Linked DNA regions of Rattus norvegicus: region 1 is linked to region 2. Evidence: chromatin contacts called from public Hi-C data. All regions are on one chromosome and are shown on one strand. Each heading gives the region's core, a stretch centred on a gene start, on an enhancer-like site or on the middle of the called end of the contact. The rest is flanking DNA. Distances are from core to core; before and after follow the strand shown.

Evidence for each region. Hi-C and Micro-C count contacts between places; a contact is called where the count stands out from the background.
Region 1: a contact with region 2 is called in a Hi-C map of the A7r5 cell line, with 6 times the contacts expected there. The contact joins two enhancer-like sites. A contact is called at or near these places in 4 of 12 Hi-C or Micro-C datasets (the A7r5 cell line, Schwann cells, frontal cortex and 1 more).

Annotation. Positions count from the first base shown.
Region 1 is chr17:32,242,681-32,248,091 of GRCr8, forward strand. No RefSeq gene overlaps it. Among named protein-coding and RNA genes, the nearest start is that of Gmds, 59 kb to the right of the region's middle. Within about 2 kb of position 2,216, at least 4 of the 93 cell types and tissues checked have an H3K27ac peak or open chromatin away from gene starts, as enhancers often do. A contact at or near this core is called in the A7r5 cell line, where this site is marked.
Region 2 is chr17:31,918,773-31,924,305 of GRCr8, forward strand. All of the region lies in intron 1 of Mylk4 (myosin light chain kinase family, member 4), which reads left to right. It also overlaps the pseudogene Rps27a-ps20. Among named protein-coding and RNA genes, the nearest start is that of Mylk4, 44 kb to the left of the region's middle. Within about 2 kb of position 4,194, at least 2 of the 93 cell types and tissues checked have an H3K27ac peak or open chromatin away from gene starts, as enhancers often do. A contact at or near this core is called in the A7r5 cell line, where this site is marked.

The DNA.
Region 1 (5,411 bases), core at 966-3,465, 320 kb after region 2:
ATGGTGTCTCTTCACAGCAATGAAACCCTAACTAAGATAAGCACCAAGTGCTGAACCCTGAAATCATATACATGCAAGTAACACTAAGTGGACCAAACATGTTGTATTTATATCTCTGTGTGTGTGTGTGTGTGTGTGTGTGTAACAATCAACTAAAGAAAAAGAAGTCATATTTTCTAAGGGGAAGTGGGCATCAAAGGGATTAGAGGGAAGTAAGGAAAGGGAAAATGATGGGCTTATATTTTAATTTTTAAAATCTAAAAATCTAATAAAAAGATGGTACAAGCAAAGTACACAAATATATTAGCATTAAAGATAAAAATTACAATATTTTAATTTAAAAAGTCCCAAATAAGAATATGCATCCCATTAGGACATCAAGCATCCTTTGCTGATTTAAATCATCCTCCCAGTCTTACCTCTTATAAACATACTTTAAAGCTGGGGCCTCCTTTTCCTCTCTGACTGGGGAGCCATTATGGCATCTGCCGTCTTAGGAACCCAGCACCATCTTCTAGCGGCTGGAAGTATAGAAACACTGGGCACAGGAGCCTCCAGCTTAACCACAGAGAAAGCCTGGCAGCTCTCCAGGATCCTCACAACTTACAGTCAAAAAGACAAAGCTGCCGAGAATCACCTTGCTGCCTTAGGGATGGAAACAAAAAACGTTAACCCAAATATGACGTTTCGTGTGCTCTGAACCGCACTTACAGTTATTGACGTTCGGCATCCAGTATTATAGAAGTTACGTTGAAGTCTGAACTATGCTTAATAGGGGTTTATGCTATATTGCTTTTAGGGTTTGAGAACCATTGCTCAAGTGGAGATTGTTTCATTTTTTATTTTTAACTTGAAATTCTGAATTTCTGACTCTTGAGTAAAGGCTCTGGTGTCTTTGGTTCTGTGTCTTTAAGTTCTGTGCACTGAAGGATTTACATGTGCTGTTTGTAAGAAAGCCTACAGGTATAGTTCAGAGAGAGAGAGAGAGGGGGAGAGAGAGAGAGGGGGAGAGAGAGAGAGGGGGAGAGAGAGAGGGGGGGGAGGGAGGGGGAGGGAGGGGGAGAGGGAGAGGGACAGGGAGAGGGACAGGGAGAGGGAGAGGGACAGGGACAGGGAGAGGGAGAGGGAGAGGGAGAGGGAGAGGGAGAGAGAGAGGGAGGGAGGGAGAGAGGGAGAGGGACAGGGAGAGGGACAGGGAGAGGGACAGGGGGGGGGGGGAGAGAGCCGTCTAAGTCAACTGTTGATGCTTGTCCTCCAGTCTGAGTTTCTTTTGTGTATGTCTGTGGGTGATGGTGCTGAGGACAGGATCAAGAGCCTGTTGGGTGTTACACAAGAGGTCGACCTCTGACCCAGGATCCACCACTGCTTCTTCAAGGCTTTGAACAGCTTTTGCAGATGTTGGGGCTCCAGAGATCTTGCTTGCTAGCCCTTTCCAGGGCAGTTTCTGTTGTTCACAAGCGCTCCATTCAAAGACGGAGCAAATGTGAAGCCACACTACAGAAAGAGCAGGAAAAACATTTGGTTCAGCTGTCTATTCAGAATCAAATGAGATCCAAACGTATCTGTGAGAAGAAATGTTCATGAAGAATACACACAGATAAACGCACAATGCCTTTATGATTAAATCATTGTTAACACCATTAAAATAATACTCCATGTCACTGAAGAACTTATATAATGAAGACATTCCTTCTACTAAACAGGTAATGAGTCCTGCCACCATTACAGAAATTTTCTTGGGTTGATGTGAGTTTCACTTCTTTTCCTCCATTTGTCTCTACTACTTGTGCATGTGCACGTGTGCCTGTGGTTTAATGAACAGCCAGACAGTGATGAATATCTACAGTCCCAGCTCCACTGGACGATACTTCATCCCAAGAACACAAATCCGACATGGCCAGCCAAACTGGACCTTGACTCTTTAAAAGAGACGAGGAGGAGGTTAGGGAGTGGAAGAAGGAAACGGAAGAAAAATTAAGGCAGCAGCACCACAAAGATTCATAACCAGTAAGTTTATAATAAGCTCATCAGAAACGTTCTATGAGCATGTGTGGTAAACACACATTCACAAGTGAAAGAACAGTCTAATATAGGGTATAATTCCATGAACACTATTGTCAAGGAAAATAAGAGAGTTTAAATGTGGGAACAACAGCTTAAACCATCCTACCAAGTGACTCAGTTTCGTCACGTTTTTTGTGAGGTTGACAAAATAGCCCTCCTCGATCCAGCCAGCAGGTGGCAGTATTGACTGCGTACCAGAACACCCTAAATCTGGCTGGAACTTACTGTTTCAAAAGAGTAATTCCCAAGAAATACAAATGAGTTCATCTTATCTGTGTTTTGAAACTTTCAAAGATATTGTTCCATCGTATCAGAGACTACTGTGAACTCCCTTTGTAAAAGCTTGATGATCCGTCTATTTCTCTTGGCTCTGGGCATGACATTGAATTGATGGGACATGTTTGCTTTCCAAGCGCTAGTTAAATGGATAGACACTTTATCTGTTCCACAGTTAGCAAAGCATCACTGTTTACCTTGCCCAGGACAGGGCCTCTGAACTGCATGGGAACTTTCCTAAGAGCAAAACACTGAACAACATGTGGATGTGAAGCACTCATACATGGCGGACCTCGACAGGTTGAAACAGACCCTATGGCTCCGGAATTATGTACCCGGCGTACCCATTACAGCGATTCAAATCGGATCTTCCCCCAGACTTCTCCATCGTTTGTATTTTCATTTGACAGGTCTTTATCTGTATTTTACTTCGCTTTGTTTTCTTCGCTTGCTAATTGGAACAATTTCAGACATCGTGACTTTGAATCACACCCACAAGATAACCCCCTGCCCATCGTATCGTCAAAGACACATGTAAATGTAAATACTGCTTTATCATAGGGATATGTCTACTCGTCTTTTTCATAACCAGAGCTTTCACTTTGCTTTACCAGGCCCCTGGAAAGGCATTGCTGAGGTATTCACCTCCTCTTGACCAGCCAGCTAGCAAACTTTTCTTAATGGGTTAAATAGTAAGCATCTTAGGCTTTGGGAACCTGGAGGCAGAGTAGACGCTTCCCCGCTCAAGGATGTGAAAACCATTGTGAGCTCGTGAATGACACCCAGAGGCAGTCTTCAGGGGAAAACTAACTTATAGAACGCAAGTTGCCATGAGAAGTCCAGATAGGCAACTCCTCATTTAGTTCAACTGAAGCTTTTCCCCCAGTTCTATTGTGCTGCAAAATTGTACCAAACAGTCAACTTGGTTTTGTGCTTAGTGAGTTACATGGAATTTTATGATTACAAAGGCTTTCAGCTAGGTAACTTTGCCTAACTATGGCCAGACTTCAGTGAGGAAAGCTGAGCTTGGTGCCTGGTAAGTTGGGAATATTCTGTAAGCTTTGTACTTAACAATACATATTAGGATCAAATATCATCCTGAACTAAAGAATATCTGTATTTTTTCCATCAAAATCCATAAAGATTGAGAAAGACAAGACTATAGTGCTCTACACACACACATACACACACACACCACATAAATATACAAACATACATGCACATACACACATACCACATACATACACACACATACATGTGTACACACACACAGACACACACACACACACACACACACACACACACACACACACACACACACCTAAAACTTCCCATTTGAAACACCTTCTGTTTCAAGCTGCAGAGCATGACCAGCAAGATGACTCAGTGGCCAAAAGTACTTCTTACCCCCAGGCCTGGTGATCTAAATTTGAGCTTTAGACTCTTCATGGAAGGAGAGAACTGACTCCTGTAAATTGTCTCCTGACCTCCACATGTGCACACATGCACATGCATGAGAAAGTATAAAAAATTACTTTAAAGGAAATAAAGTTATATAGCAGAATTTGGTACTGGTCTTTGAGACCTGTATTATTTATATATAAATATATGCTGTGTATGTGTGCATGCTCGGGATTGAACTCAGGGCCTCATTTGTGCTAAACATATGTTCCCACACTGGGTATATGGTGGTAAATCAAGCTCCTGTTTTCATTAAGAAACACAAAGGATGCGTCGTTCTTTTGTAAAAGCTGTGCACAATGGCATGTGTCTGTAATTCCAGTCAGTCTAGCTTTGTCAGTGAACTCCAGATTCTGCGAGAGACCTTGTCTCCACAAGCTAGGTGAAAAATGACTGACAGCCATGTTGACCTCTGACCTCCACATGCACACACATGCATACATACACAAACACAAATAAGCAGGCATAGGGTGAAATGTCATATGATCTGACCTATGTGTGGAATTTCTGACGGTGTTGATTTCACAGAAGTCAGTCAGAAAGGCAGGAAAAGGGAAGGGGCAGAGGATGTGGAGAGGAGAAGGCTGCATTTAAAGACAAGAAGTAATCTCTGGGTGCTATGAGAGGTTGAAGAAAGAATTTCAATTTTTTTTTAACCTAAAGAAATGATCAGCTTTTGAAGAGATGGAGATGTTTATCTGATGGAATATTATGTGATATATACACGTAGCAAAACACTCTATGGTATTCTGTAAGTACACACATTTTGTGTGGGAACTTAAAGATAAATTTTAATTTAGTGATTTTAGTGAATGTAAAACAGTTTAAAATGAAGATTAAATTTTTTGTTGATTAAATGTTAATTGTTTTTAAAGAAATAGAATTCCTAGACCATAAATTTAGACTGGTCCCTGTTATACCTGGCAGTGCCTCATAATGAGTCGGGGACAGGAGTGACTAGAAAAGTGAGAGCCAGAAACAGCCCAGGAAAGAAAGCCCAGCAGACAGACACCTTCACTAAATGCCGCACAACATTTTTGTTTGTTTGTTTGTTTTCTGGTTTTTGTTTCATTTTGTCTTTCTGTTTAGCTTTGGCTGTCCTGGAACTCACTCTGTAAACTAGGCTGGCCTCGAACTCAGAGATCTGTCTGTACCTCTCAAGTGCTGGGACTAAAAGCCACCACCAACAGGCTGTCTCACAGTGTCTTTGAAAATTAGTGTTAATGACCCATTTCCGCGGATGCCTTGTCCCTTTGGTGTCTCCAGCACAGAGGGCCCAGAAGAGGCCTCACTATCTTGCAGAACTGGGCTGTATGAAGATCAGCTTTCCTGAAGCCCAGATACAGGTGCACTGGGACCACTGTGCTGTCCATCCCTTGCCCTGGAAACTGGAGAGAATGAGGAGGTCTTTGCTAAACCAGACCACAGTGTACGTTGAGCTCTCACAGGTCCCTCCTTCCTGTCAACAGCAGCAGAGGGTGATTAGCGAAGAATATTCTCCAAAGCTCGCTGTTAAGCAATGAAGATGGACAGGGGATGTGTCTTGGGACATGAAGACAGGGAGTTTGCAGCCAGCCTAGATTTCATAGAAAGTTCAAGGCCATCTGGGT
Region 2 (5,533 bases), core at 2,944-5,443:
AGAGGAGGAGCAGGAGGGACACCAGGAGAAGTTCTTGGCTATGCCTCTCTTAGGGAACAAAGATCAGTGAAGACGAGAGACCCACAAGTGTTGCACAGCAAGCTGTACCAGGAACCAAGCTCTGTCTCTGTCACTCCTTTAAGTCCTATTCATGCCCTTCAAACATGACAGGCCTTGCCTCAGTATATGCATTCAATCAGCCTGATTCCACAGAGTCCCAACAAGTGGAGCTCAAATAATGTAAGGTGGACTGATACATGTGTGTCCTTAGCAAAGAATTCACATGTCCTTTCACGTGCTTGCTTTAGCAGAGCATCCTCTCTCCTGTGTCTGCTTCAGTGAAACATTCCTTCATGAGCCTGACTTAGTCTTTCACCTGTGTCCACTTCAGGAAAATGTTCCTTCACATGTCTGCCCCATCGAAACACCATCCAACACAACTGACTCTCCAAAGAGCCCTTAGGTTTCCACTTAAATTCTCTTTTGGGAGGGGGGAAGTAGAAAGAAATGTGAGTAGGTGAGGGATAGATGGGAGCGTGAGAGAACTGGCTTCTCTTCCAGAGGACCTGGGTTCAATTCCTAGTACCCACCTGAGATTTAACAACATAACTCCAGTTCCCAAGGATCTAATACCCACTTCTGGCCTTCTTTGGTTCCTGGCACACGTGTAGTACACACACATATACTCAGGTAAAATATTCATACACATAAAGCAAAAATAAGAACAATTTTAGAAAGAAATGTGGATCTTTTATAATGTATCTTATCATTGATCAGCCCATCAATCTGGTACAAGATATGCATATAAGTACCCAGTGGGATTAAATATCAGGGTAAAAACTTATAGTTTGCTTTTCTATTTTTTCACAGTTCCTTCTTTTTATTAAGTCATACACAACTACTTGTCTTCTGGTTTGTTGAACAGTAAGTCAGACAACACTTGCCACAGTAGTGCCTGTCAAAGCGGCTACCTATGAAAACTCAAGTACCACATTCATCAGAATGACATTTCCGACGAAGTCAGCTGATTTTGCCATTTTCATCCACCTTATAGTATTTCAGAACAGCCAACTTGACCTTCTTCCTCCCATGCTTCCTCTTCTTGGGGGTGGGGTAAGACTTCTTCCTTTCTTTCTTTTTTTTTTTTTTTTTTTTTCGGAGCTGGGGACCGAACCCAGGGCCTTGCGCTTGCTAGGCAAGCGCTCTACCACTGAGCTAAATCCCCAGCCCCGACTTCTTCCTTTTCTTAGCTCTACCACATCTCATCACGAGATGGAGCGTGCACTCTTTTTGAATGTTGTAGTCAGACAAAGTACGGCTGTCTTCCAGCTGCTTACCAGCAAAGACCAACCTCTGCTCACCAGGAGGAGTTCCTTCCTTATTCTGGATTCTTGGCCTTTACATGTTCTGTAGTGTCCGAGGGTTCACCCTCGAGCGTGATGGTCTTCCCCGTAAGGGTCTTCACAAAAATCTGCATCATGGTGGTTGCTCCACGCATAATGAATGGCCGATCGAAAAAGCTAGTTTGCTTGTTTTAAACTGTTTTCTTTTTTTTCCCCTAAAATTGCCAGAGTTAGGCTGGATAACAGTGTGAGGGGCTATAGCTGTAACTGTAGCCTGTACCCCAGTAAAGGTAGAGTAGATACTGGGGGGTCTACGCTCTGTCTTCTGTGGCCAGCCCCAGTCACTGGTCTTTCAAAACTGCTCCAGACAACCTATCCATGTGGGCTCTGGGCTCTGGGCTTGTTTAGCATGCATGAGGTCCTAAGTTTAACTTTCAATGAAAGAAAAAAGACAAGAAGAAAAGGAAAGAAAGAAAACAAAAGGCCTTTGTCAGCAAGGAACAGCCAAAGAAGATGGTTGGACCAATATTATGCTACTCTGTTTTTTTCTGCTGGAGAAGACTGAAGAATGAAATTTTTTTTCTTCAAAAATTGGAACTTAAACAGCAGTCCACATTGTATTTTAATCTATCTTCATTGACAGATGGTATAATTAGACTTCGCTGAACCGGCAGCCTTAACGTCAGACCCCTGAAGTCCGGTTTTCATGGTTCTGAACGAAGCACTGTTCCCTGCTTTGTGGACACATCCACCAGCTTTCGTTTTCCGGGTGGAGTTATTTACTCAGGTGACTGATTCTGCTTGATGTTATCCACAGCTCAGGGAGGAGCCACTCCCTTGCTTCTGAGGTCAAGACCAACGCTTTCGCTCCTAGATTCCATCAGTGAGACCCAGTCCTAGCTTACCTCATGCCGGTTGCCAGAGCCAACAACATGGGCTGTGCTGTGTGAGAGAGAGGTCCTCCCGTCTGAACAGAGACACGGGGCATTTTCTTTGTTTTGTGCACCAGAAATTTGAGAGCATCTGCAGATCAAGAGAAATAGATTTGCTTACAAATGATCTCTAAAATTAATCTTTCATCTGGCTGGCGAGATGGCTCAGCAGATAACAGCACTCTCTAACAAGAATGGTTTCCTGTGCTCAGTTTCCAGAGCCCACGTGGTTGAAGGAGAGAATCAACTCCAGCAAGCTGCCCTCCGACCTCCACACTCTGCTGGGAAACCCTCACTGCAAACAAATAATAGACATAAAGTGTTAAGATCAATCTTTTATACTCAAATAGAAAAATGTAGGTTCCTTTATTTTTCTAAAAAAAAAAAAAACCTCTTTATATTCAGGAATTATTGATTCTCAATTCTCCCATTAAGAGCCTAATTAAAATGTAACAAAGTCATTTTAGATCGTTATAATTTTGTTCTTATATTACTAGACATTGGGTTAAAATGACCACAAAGTACTCTCCATGGTATTGCCATAGCAACAAAATACAAAGCCACTATTCGAGGCCCAGTCTTGGTCATGGTCCATGCGTTGTGTTATAAATTTCTGTTCTGAAGCAACTATACTCCCCAAATGCAGGGGTAGAATTGTCATGTAACATTTTGTTCTGAAGTAAAGCAGTGGATATGAGTGTCAGGGACGCTTCGAGATGGTCCCCAGGGAAGCCTTGCTTTCCCATATCACGGTCTAATGGCAGCACGCTCCCACTCTGGTAGACCCATTCCCATAAGTGCTTCCTTCCTTCACTGCACCTTGGTTTCCTGGGCAATTTTTTAGAGCTCCAAAATCTCTTCTTCAGGTGCTAGAGAAACAAAAATAGAGTATTCCATTGGAATGTTCCCAATTGGAGGACAGTAGCCCAACACCATATTGTGGAGGTCTAGTGTAGTTTCACTTTTACTGTAATGGTTAAGGTTAAAGCCATTTTAGAATTGATTTGAGGAGAGAGGGAGGGGAGTTCAGGGCAGGGACTGTGGGGGGAGGGAGACCTGGAGGAGGGGAGTAGAGATGGGGAAGTAAGTGAATAAATAAATTAACAGAAGAAAAAGGATAGTGTTTATTGACTGGAATGAAAGGAGGAGCAGGCACAAGTTGCCCTGGGGGGTTAACTTCCCTTACGTCATCCCTCACTTCTGAGAGAGTTTGGGTGTGGCCCTGAAGCAGGTTTGAAGAACAGGACAAAAAGGAACTCATGCCCAGGCACTGGGTGCCCACCAAAGTGCACGGTTGGCTCCTATGGCGAGTGACATCCATGTCACTGTAGAGGCGACATGGTGTGACGTGCGTGATAAGCATTGATAATGAAGGTGGGCATGCTTGTTCTTAGAGACATTTACTATAGTGACTCATAAGTGTTTGCCCAATTCTGTTAATAAACGTTATAAAATATGTAAAATATAAATGTAAAAAGAGTTGTTGTAAAAGGAATTGGTCGAAACTGGCAAAGGTGCCCATATGAAAATTCATACATGTTTTTTTTAAATGATGAATAAATGAAGCTGAGTGAAATGAGCTCTTTTGTTCCTCTCGGGAACCCAACAGAGGAGCAGAATCCTGAAGAGGCTTCCTCCCTTGCGGGATGATGGGAACGGTTTTAGGAATGTCTGGTTTAACAGCACTTATCCTGACTAGGACATTCCTAAGAAACAAATGTCATTTCTGGATGACAAAATGTATCCGTAGACCTGTGTCCTATTTTAGGACCTCCTGTGGAGGAATAAAGATGCAAAATGAGAAGGCTTTGGAATGAAGGCCCACAAGGTTGCTAAGTGCAGAGAGGAAAGGAGATACTTCTGCTTATTAGAGATGCTTCAGTTCGAAGTTCCTCTAGATGTCAGTATTACATAGGGAAAGGAAACCATAAACAGCCTGTGGCAATGAATGGAGGCCTTGCATTATTTAAATGGTAAAACGTGTGGCACGTAATTACAGTATGTCCTGCTCGGTGACTGGCTCCTGTGCCTTCAGCACCGACAGTTTCTGCCCTTAGCTAGGCCAGACTGTCTGACCAGCATGGGCACAACAGGCTCACTTTTGCCACCAAAAAGTGATACCTGTGGTCCGACTGGCTTTACAGTTATGTAGCCAAACTCTTACTTACCCATATTTTGATGGGTTAGAATAAATACACTAGGTTTTCATCGTTAAGCTCACTTTTGCTCTTACTGTAGCATTTATGCCAGAGGTTAAATCATAAAGTATGTTGCCTACCAACACTCCAGACATATGCATTTCAGAAGAAAAATTACCAAGAGACAAATATAAAATGCCACCAACACAATTTGTTAGGCTGCCCTATTTGACCTTCAGAATTAAAGTTAAATTATCTCTTTCTCTCCTCTTCTGTGTTAATTCTAATCTTTTAACTAAGGAACACATACATCTTCCTCACTGTGCTAATGCTTTTGTTTTATGGCCCCGACTGTTACACTCTTTTTACTCCATGGGCCTACTCTGCAGGATACCCCAGACAGTATTAGCTACACAAAATCCCTTTCAGTACCAGAAAAACAGTACAGAATATGCTGTCATTAGAGCACAAACCAAACAGAGAAAAAATTAGAATCCTGACTTCATTATAAAAATATGGTTGATAGTCTCTCTCAAAGAGTTTCTGAGAACCACAAGTGAGTTAGCCATGGAAAGTGCATTGAAGAATTTCTCACAGACTGTCTGTGCCCAGTATGATAGCTATCACTATCCTCTTCATCACCATTGTCTCCATCATCATGACCACATCATTTCACTGTCACCACCACCACCACTACTGCCACCACCACCACTGCCACCACTACCACCACCACCACCATCACCACCACCACTGCCACCACTGCCACCACCACCACCACCATCACCACCACCACTGCCACCACTGCCACCGCCACCACTGCCACCACCACCACCACCACCACCATCACCATCACCACTGCCACCACTGCCACCACCGCCACCACCGCCGCCACCACCACCACCGCCACTATCACCACCACTTAGTGATGTCTCTGGTCTAAGCACCATGGCCATAATAAACCCACCATCTAGTAGGAAATAGATTATCAAAAACAGTTTGGTGAAGTGTTACAAGGAACACTGCTATTGTATAAGTACCAACTTCTGTGCCCACATACAAAAGTAGCAACTGGCTTCGCTCAAGGAAATTACTTTTTTTTTCCTGCTCTCTCTGTGTTTGC